2 separate regions of the Mus musculus genome follow, and region 1 is linked to region 2. Evidence: chromatin contacts called from public ChIA-PET data. All regions are on one chromosome and are shown on one strand. The core of a region is the stretch at or near the end of the contact, and the rest is flanking DNA. Distances in the headings are between cores, read along the strand shown. Region 1 overlaps Rora (RAR-related orphan receptor alpha). Region 2 overlaps Rora (RAR-related orphan receptor alpha).

Region 1 (4,424 bases), core at 1,653-4,152, 300 kb before region 2:
ACCTTGTGAATGCATTCCCTCCCTCCACATTTGAGCCACAGGAGACCAGAAAGACAATATTCAACACTTTCATGATCATGGAGCCCAGAACCACTAGAGCTAAGCTTTGAGGGCCCACAGATTGTGAACAGGTGAGGACGAAGAGAGGATGATCGAAGGCCTGTGCTCCACCTCCGCACTGTCTTCCATTACTCCTAGGGGAACGGAACTTTGTGTGATAGAGGAGTCTGGTTTTATTGTTGTTTTTAATTTTTGTTTTTTGTCTTTTTTTTTTTTTTTACCCCACAAGCAAGAATTTAGGCTTGCTAGTGGCAGAAGTGCAGATTTTAAGCTTTGTAAGATCATGGGCTGGGGATGTAGCTTAGTTAGCAGAATGTTTGCCTAGAATACACGAAGCTCTGGGTTCCATCCCCAGTGTTACATAAACTGGGTGTGGTGGTACATTCTTGTAAGCCTTGTAAGCACTTGGGAGGTGGAGGCAGGGGGATCAGGGGATCAGGAGTTCAAGGTTATTCTCAAGCAAGTTCAAAGCCAGCCGGGCTATGTAAGACCCTGTCTCAATAAAAAGACTATAAGACCATAAACTCCTGAATAACAAATTTCACCAGTTCTCCAGTAAATCCAACTTCTAGGACACAGTCAATAACATCTGAATACTAGATCTGACAAATTCAAATACATCAGAGATGTCTTCCTTGATTATAACCCAATAGTGATTTTCCTTCTCTCCCTCCTTCCCTCTTTCCCTTTCTCCTTTCCTCCCTCCCACCCTTATTTTGAGACAACAGGGTCTCACTTTGCAGCCTTGGCTGGCCTGAACTCACTATTGTAGACTAGGCTGGTGTCAAATTGATATTGATCTGCTTGCCTCTGCCTCCCCAGTGCTGGGATTAAAGGTGTGCACCAAGATGCCAACCGTTCAATGGCGTTTCTTAAAAGTTCCCCTTCACCGTGCTGTTTTAAGGCAACTGGTATAGCCAGGCACAGGAATAATCAGGAAAAACGACAGAGCCCTCTCTATCCCATGTCTGAATGCATGCTTGGAAAACTTGGACAGAGACACAGTTCCATTGTTAACTGTAAAACCCACATCAAGGAGAAAATGAATAGCAAGAGTGGCCAAAAGCTCAAGTCTCGTCACTTTTTTCACCAATCTTCGGGGTGGGGGGGTGGGGGGCAGAAACTGCTGGCTGTTTCTTGGCTGGTAAGAGAAATATAGGAAAAGACAGCAGAGTTTGGAGGCAGGGTTTGGTACTGGTGAGACCCAAGAGAGTGACTGCTCTCGGCCAGGCCGAGGAGCTGTCAGATCCATTTTAGGAAGTGCTGACAGCTGAGTATGAAGTCATATGCTGTAACATCTTATAAATGTCATTTTTTTTTTCTAGTAAAAAGAAGTGTATGACTTGGAGCTCTGTGTGTATGGTATGTGCCTGTGCACACGTCTGTGTGTGTGCGTCTGGGGAGGGAGGGCAGGAGAGAGCTCATCCCGGGCTCACCCACTTCCTCTGAGGCAGTGTTTTTTCCCTGAACCTGGCTGGAGCTCACCTGTTTGGTTAGATTAGCTGGCCCACAAGCCTCAGGGATCCTCCTGACTCTGCCTCCCCAGTGTTGGAGTTACAGCGGCAGTGCTACTACTACGCCTGGCAATCTTAGGTGGGAGCATGGACTGACCTCAGGTCCTCCAGGGCAAGTATTCTACTGAGCCAACCCCTCCATCAGCCTTCAGCTGTTTTTATTTAAGTCCCGAACAGGAGCGAGGCGGGAACGCAATGGCCAGATGGAGACATTAAGTTAAGGCCCAGGACACTGCCCTACATCAGGTGTTCCTCTTGCCTGTGACAAACATTTCAGATGACACGCTGGCCATCCTGCACATGTGCCTGCCTATCGAATATTAAGCCATGTGGGTATTTGTCACTGAAGATATCTTGAGTGCGTGTGACACAGTCACTCAGAAGTGACTTGTAATTTGCAGTGAAAGTGTGGCATCCACATACTTTGGTGCTTCAGGATGTTGAGAGTTAGAATATGCTTTACTGCCCATTGCAGCACTTTCCACACAGGATGGAAACACATCTGATTGCTAACAGCTGCCGGGGGTGCAGCGTACTATCGTAGCCAAAGCTCTGAACAGCAACTCTCTCAAAGCCAAAAGCTGCTGCCATCTTGTTTCACTATATGCACGCACCTGTGCATGTGCGCATGCACACACACACACACACACACACATATCTTCCCAACACACAAATGCACACTGCATATACCACATGCAATATTGTGCCTATTTACCACACACACAACACAGGTGCACCCCTGCCACACACATACCCCTACACATAAATGCATCTAGCTGTAAGTCTCATTACCCCATGCTGGGCAGCGCTGCCAGGGACATGAACTGGGCACCAAGAACCCACTAAAACAGTTCACCTTATAATATTAACTTCACTCCAGATTAAACTCCAGCTTCCCTGAGTGTAAATGTGTGATAAACGTGGAAATTATTTTTAGAAGAGAAGAAGGTAAAGTATCGAGTTTTAAATTCATAAACTCTACAGCCTGAGGTTGAGTCTTTGTCCCACTCCTTCCTAGCTCTGCGAACCTGAGCACTTCATTAAGTCCATATGTGTTCCCTCATGTATAAAGAATTCCTCTGTCATTATCATGGTATATAGAGGCGAAGGGTCCTGCACACAGCAAGTGCTCTAGGCCGTCATTTCTTTCTACGTGTAGCAGCTTTATTGGGATGGCATGGATCTAACCCAAGAAATAACCATCAACAGGCACAAAAAGCATCAAAAGAAACCAACGCTTCTTTCTAGAGCGAGGCCACAGCAGAGATGGCATCCTGGAGAAGAGCTGAGAGAAGAGGAAGTGGGGAGAGGCCCCACACACCAGCACACTGTGGTCAAGTTGGGGAAAGACTGATCTGCAGGGTAGGAGGCACTCACAGGTCCCTGTGACCCGAGAACCACGGAGCAGACACTTGGGCTAGAGAGTGATCGTCTTTCCCCCAGGACTCTACTTCGGTCTTTAGCTCCACAGCTTTGGACTAGACAAGCAGCTGGATTATAAAGTGAGCCATCTTATCTCCCTAACCACAGGGATGTCTTTCTGTGGTGAAAGACTAACAGGCATCACCAATGAGGGAAAGGGGCAGTGGGAGAGTGTATGTAGAAAGAATGTGACCAATTTCATTGTGTTTTGGCTTAGAAAGGGAATACTTGGAGATGTTCACTTCAAGTCTTGCAAAGAACTAGAACATTGTTTCTATATAACCAGGCCCTCTTGTCTTACCTGTTTTCTCCTTTTATATATATGTGCATTTCTTTTTCTTTTTTCTTTTTCTTTCTTTTTTTTTAATTTTTAATTTTTTTTTTTATTTTGACAGGGTTTCTCTGTGTAGCCCTGGCTGTTCTGGAACTAACTCTGTAAACCAGGCTGGCCTTGAAATCAGAAATCTGCCTGCCTCTGCCTCCCAAGTGCTAGGATTAAAGGCGTGCGCCACCAATGCCTGGCATATGTGCATTTCTATGTGCAGGGCAGAGGACAACCTTGACTGTTATTCCTCAGGGACACTTTTTTGTCTATTTGTTTTGTTTTGAGACAGGGTCTCTCTGTGGCCTGGAAATTAACAAAGAGGCTAGGCTTAGCTGGCCAGAGAACCATAGGGATCCTCCTGTTATCTGCCACTTTTACATTGGGATTAAAAGGAAAATGTCACCATGCCTGCCTTTTTAAAATGTGAATTCTGGGAATCAAGTTTAGGTTCTCTGGCTTCTAAGGGCAGAACTATCTCCCTAGCCTTCTCTTGCCTTGTTTATAAAATACTTACTGCTATCAGTTAGTCCTTTAATACCACCTCCTGCTATGGTAGGAGACACGGGGCAAATGCAAAGCTAAGGCAGTGTTGATGGAAAAAGAAAAAAAAATGAATTTGTGTGTCTTTCGGAAGTAAACAATTGCAAATGAAAGTGCTATACCAAGAACTTGCTCAGATTTTTGTCTCTGCCCCAAGCTTTAAATCAGTAGAGACAGCACCCACTGTGGGCCACATTAGTGGTGTAAGCCCACCCCCACCATTGCCATCTACAGAGCATCTTAGGGTCTCAAGCTGCAGTGTATTCACCCACAAATACCTTAGAAAGAACAAGGCCAGCCAGTCCTTAGAAATAATGTCCAAGTGTAGCTTCACTATAGCCTGAACCTCTAGACCAGAGCCTTTCCTCAGATGCTGAGAGGCCAACACCCAGTGTGGTGACTATGGGCAGCCCCGACTTCCAGGAAAACCAATTCAACTACTCACAGTGCGGTGCCCTGGTTATTTGCTGTTATTCAAAGAGATCCAATACCATCAACGCAAACAATTCCAAGAAACGGAGTTCAAGAAGGGTTAATGCCCAGAGAAGGAATCATTTGAATAA
Region 2 (4,028 bases), core at 1,415-3,914:
CTCCCCTCCAAAACCCACCTTGTTGGCCAGTGTGAAAGATGATGCCCTAGGAAACCTCAGAACATAGTAGACAGCATGTTGCTCTGTCCTTACTGCCAACTTGACGGAACTTATAGCACTGTAGAAGGGAACCTCCATTGACGATTGTCCAGGTCAGGTTAGCCTGTGGGCATGCCTGTGGAGGCTGAGGTTGATTGCTAAGTGCGGTGGACAATCCCTCCCTGAACTCAGCAGTACCTTAGGCTAGGTCCTGAGCTGTGTAAGATAAAGAAAAGAGGCAGAGTACAGCAGTGGGCACGAGGCATGGGTAGACTCCTTTCTCCGTGCTTGACTGAGATGATGTGCTGGGATGCTCTAAGCTCCTGTCTTGATTTCCTCATACTAGTGCACTGGTACCTGGAACTACAAGTCAAAGAAGCCCCTCCCTTCTCCCCTCAGCTGCTTTCTGTCAGGACATTCATCACCGCAACAGAAAGCAAAGTAGGACAGGAGACAATCCAGCCCCCCTCCTTCTGCCCCAGCTAGAAATGGAGTGAACAAAGAAGACACAGCTGGGGCTCTTCCTAAGGACTGGCAGGAACAGTGGGCCCTGCACTTGCTGGGAGGAGGATGCCTCTGAGTTGGCTGCTCATTTGAGACATTGGTCCACGACCACTTCCTGTGACAGCTCCAGCTCTATGTACCCCTTCATCTATCTGCACCCCACGTGAAATTCCATTCCTAGGTTGAGATCACCAAATGTCCAAACCCAAGAACAACTCAGCTCAGAGATCGGTCCTGATTTCTTCTCCCTGCTCCTTGTGTCTAAGTTGCAAGGAGACAGGGAAAGGACTGTGCTCATTCGACTGCCTCAGGATTTTTTTCAACCTTGTTCAAAGCACATTTAACAAAAATTGCAGTATTCTTATGTTAAGGTGAGGTGTTTATTTTATTCTCATTCACCCTGGTGCACATGCATGAAAGAGGCAAGGGTGATGCAGATAAAGTAGCAGAGATGCTAACCATCACATCAGGACCTCACCCTATGTGAGGAAATGAGAGGATAGAAAGACTTATGTCCCCATGGATGAGATGACTGGTTGGTCAGGACCGTAGTCCTATGTCTCCAAGCAGAGAATTATTTTCCCTTCACAACCTTGCAGCTTCAGCCATTCCCACCCATGTTCTACCACAGATGTCCTTGTCAAGAGTCTGTGAGTCTCTCAAGGGATTTGAGAGGGGCCCTGTCACCCTGTCCACGTGTGTATTTTTGTTTTGTTTTGCTTTTTCCCCAGCGGGTAGAGGTCAAGGATACATTTATGATTAACACCGTGGGGTGGAGAATTCGCAGGTTTGAATGCTGCGTGAAGGGAAAGACATGTCAGAACCATGGAACAGTGGCCAGGCTGAACAAAGTTCCCCCAAATCTCCTTCGGATGTTCTGGAGTTTCTGATGAACTCACAAATTAAGCTTTGGATTAATTTTTAAAGCACACACCTCAGGAAAATACACAAATTTCCATGCCAGAGGAGCCAGTGAGCTTTGTGCAGCCTGCTGCTGGGCCTGCTGCTCTATTTGGGACATACAAACAAGCCAAATAGTTCCGCCTTCATATGCTTCTTTTCTTCTGGCCTTTTCTGGGAACATTTTCTCTATTTTTGAAGTGGTGAGCTTGTTCTTGACTTTGAAGATGGGCTTGATATGCCTCTTGCTCCTCACAGGGTCTCTTCTGGTCCTAGTCTGTCTTCCCACAGATCCTGGTATCTCCTTGGCCCTTCCTGAATTAGATTCTAGATATTTGTCATCTCTCCTCCCTCCCTTCCCACCTTTCTTTCCCACTCCTCCCAGTGTGTGTGTGTGTGTGTGTGTGTGTGTGTGTGTGTGTGTGTGTGTGTGTTACTATATTGAGAGTCTCCTAAGGATATTTGCTCTGTTGTATTCACCTTTGCACTCTGAGTGGTCAGTTCCCAGAATAGAGAGAGAACAAAGGAATTACCACGTTCGAAACTTAGAAAAACTATATCTAATTCAGGCAAATTTCAAGAGAAAAAGTCAGGTAAACCTGACTTTCTAAGCACAGCTGGAGAGGCCCCCAATTGACCAGTTCCCATTATACATTAATGACTAAAGCACCCACCGGTGAGCAGCTGCTTTGAGTAAGCCCCCCACACAGGCCCAGTGCCCACATTTGCATGGGCATGCACACACAAAAGCTAGAAGGAGCTTGGAGTGTCATGCAGAGGTGCAACCCATAAGATAAGATCATCGTGCTGCACAAAGAAGTGAACCACGTGACGATGTGGGTAACCCCAGGCACAGATGACACCCTCAGCAAGGCCCCACTCAAATCTAACCACATCATCTCTTCATGAAGCAAACATGAAAAAAAGCACCACTCCAACAATTACCAAAAGGGTGGTTTCATGCTTACCAGCCTCGATGGTATCAACACTCCTAACTCCAGGGCTACACTTGGGGAAATAGTTCTCTGAGATAAGGAGATGAACTATCTGCTCAAGAGAATGTGCAGGAAGTGAAGGGAGCCAGGCAACACGTAACGAAACAGTTTGTGGCCGATGAGCCATCTAAATAAAAGTGTCCCCAGGCAGCTTCAGTTGTGTAAGCAGAGGAAACCAAGACACCCTATCTCTGAGTGAGCACACTGTGGGTGCCAGCGTGCGTGTGTATCCACGGAGCATCTTGGCTAAAGTGAAAGTCACAGCTCCTCTAGCTGTGGCTGACACCTGCATAGAGTAGAAAAGTTGCAAAGGTGAGGTGACTTCCCATGCAGCAGCTTTGAAGACCCTTACTGGGTGGCTCTGTCTGCTGTGTGAAGCCATTGGCTGAATGGCCATCGCGATGCCATCCCGAGAGAAGGGACAGTGATGGCTCAGTGCAGTCTGGAAAGAGAGGCTGCACTTAGCTTCCTAGTACCTTGACATAGTTGGGTGATGAGCTCTGAGCCACTGACGATGGCATTTTGCTTTCAGAAGCTTTGCTCATGTTTCTTCCGTGTTTTCGGCAGTGTGGCGACTCTCATCCTTTCTACCCCTTTTTACTCCAGCAACCTTTTCTGCTTAAGCAGGTTTGGGAGCGTCTATCATCATTGTTTTTATACTTCTTTATGAAGTGTGTCTCGGTGTGACTGTGTGCATGTGAAGCTTGTACACTCTGACTTGTAGGAGTCTCTGGTTCTTTCCTTCCACCCCATGGGTCCCATGGGACCACACAAAGTCATCTGGTTTGGTAGTAGGTGACTTTACCCACCAACCTACCTTGCCATTCCCCCCCTCAAGCTATCTTTATATGAGTCTTCAAGGCCCTGGAGTGCTACAATATGAAAGCCAGGATGGGCCTTAGTGGCATAGAGCCCAAACTACACTGGTGCAAAGACGTGCTTTAATTCTCTGCTCTGGAATTAGTCAATGCTCTTTGACTTTAGTTAAGTCCCTTAACCTAAGTTTCAGGCCATCTGCATTAAGTTTGCTGTAGACATAGGAGTTCCCTCATGTGAAGTCCTTAGCACGCGAGCCATACAGACCTCACTATATGGAGCTATTGTGATGAACAATGGATCAAAGAGAATCCTGAGGTCCAGAGAGTGTAAGTATTTCATCCTAAGCAAAGGAGTCTTGAGTGGTCAGTAGCTATCAAATCTAGTAGATAATGTCTGAATCAGAGATGAAAGTACTCATTACTGGTTTAATTCATGGTAGAACTAAAGTCCATTCAGTTTTGGGACAGAGCTTGGCACACTATATTACAATGATATTAGTAACTGCACACGTGTGCGCGCGTGCACACACACACACACACACACACACACACACACACACACACACAAGGTCTATTCAACTGAAAAGTGGAATCTGGCACTTTCTAGGTCTCCTAAAAAGAGTATAGCACCAAAGACTGGAGATTTCTGTTTAATCTGCTATTTCCCAGCTGCCATATCACCATGCCTCTACTATTCTAGAAAACTCACCCAGGAAGGTCTCAGCCTGACATGTTCCCTGAGGGATACATTCCTTTTTTACAATGCAGATAA

The links. ChIA-PET counts read pairs in DNA pulled down with a chosen protein or histone mark.
Region 1: an RNA polymerase II ChIA-PET map of memory CD8 T cells shows a contact between it and region 2, with 50 read pairs. The contact joins two enhancer-like sites. A contact is called at or near these places in 3 of 115 datasets of contacts at active chromatin or transcription factors (effector CD8 T cells, fibro-adipogenic progenitors and memory CD8 T cells).

Annotation. Positions count from the first base shown.
Region 1 is chr9:69,334,774-69,339,197 of GRCm38.p6, reverse strand. All of the region lies in intron 2 of Rora (RAR-related orphan receptor alpha), which reads right to left. Among named protein-coding and RNA genes, the nearest start is that of Gm15511, 27 kb to the left of the region's middle. Within about 2 kb of position 2,902, at least 64 of the 459 cell types and tissues checked have an H3K27ac peak or open chromatin away from gene starts, as enhancers often do. A contact at or near this core is called in effector CD8 T cells and memory CD8 T cells, where this site is marked.
Region 2 is chr9:69,033,032-69,037,059 of GRCm38.p6, reverse strand. All of the region lies in intron 1 of Rora (RAR-related orphan receptor alpha), which reads right to left. Among named protein-coding and RNA genes, the nearest start is that of Gm31262, 210 kb to the right of the region's middle. Within about 2 kb of position 2,664, at least 55 of the 459 cell types and tissues checked have an H3K27ac peak or open chromatin away from gene starts, as enhancers often do. A contact at or near this core is called in effector CD8 T cells and memory CD8 T cells, where this site is marked.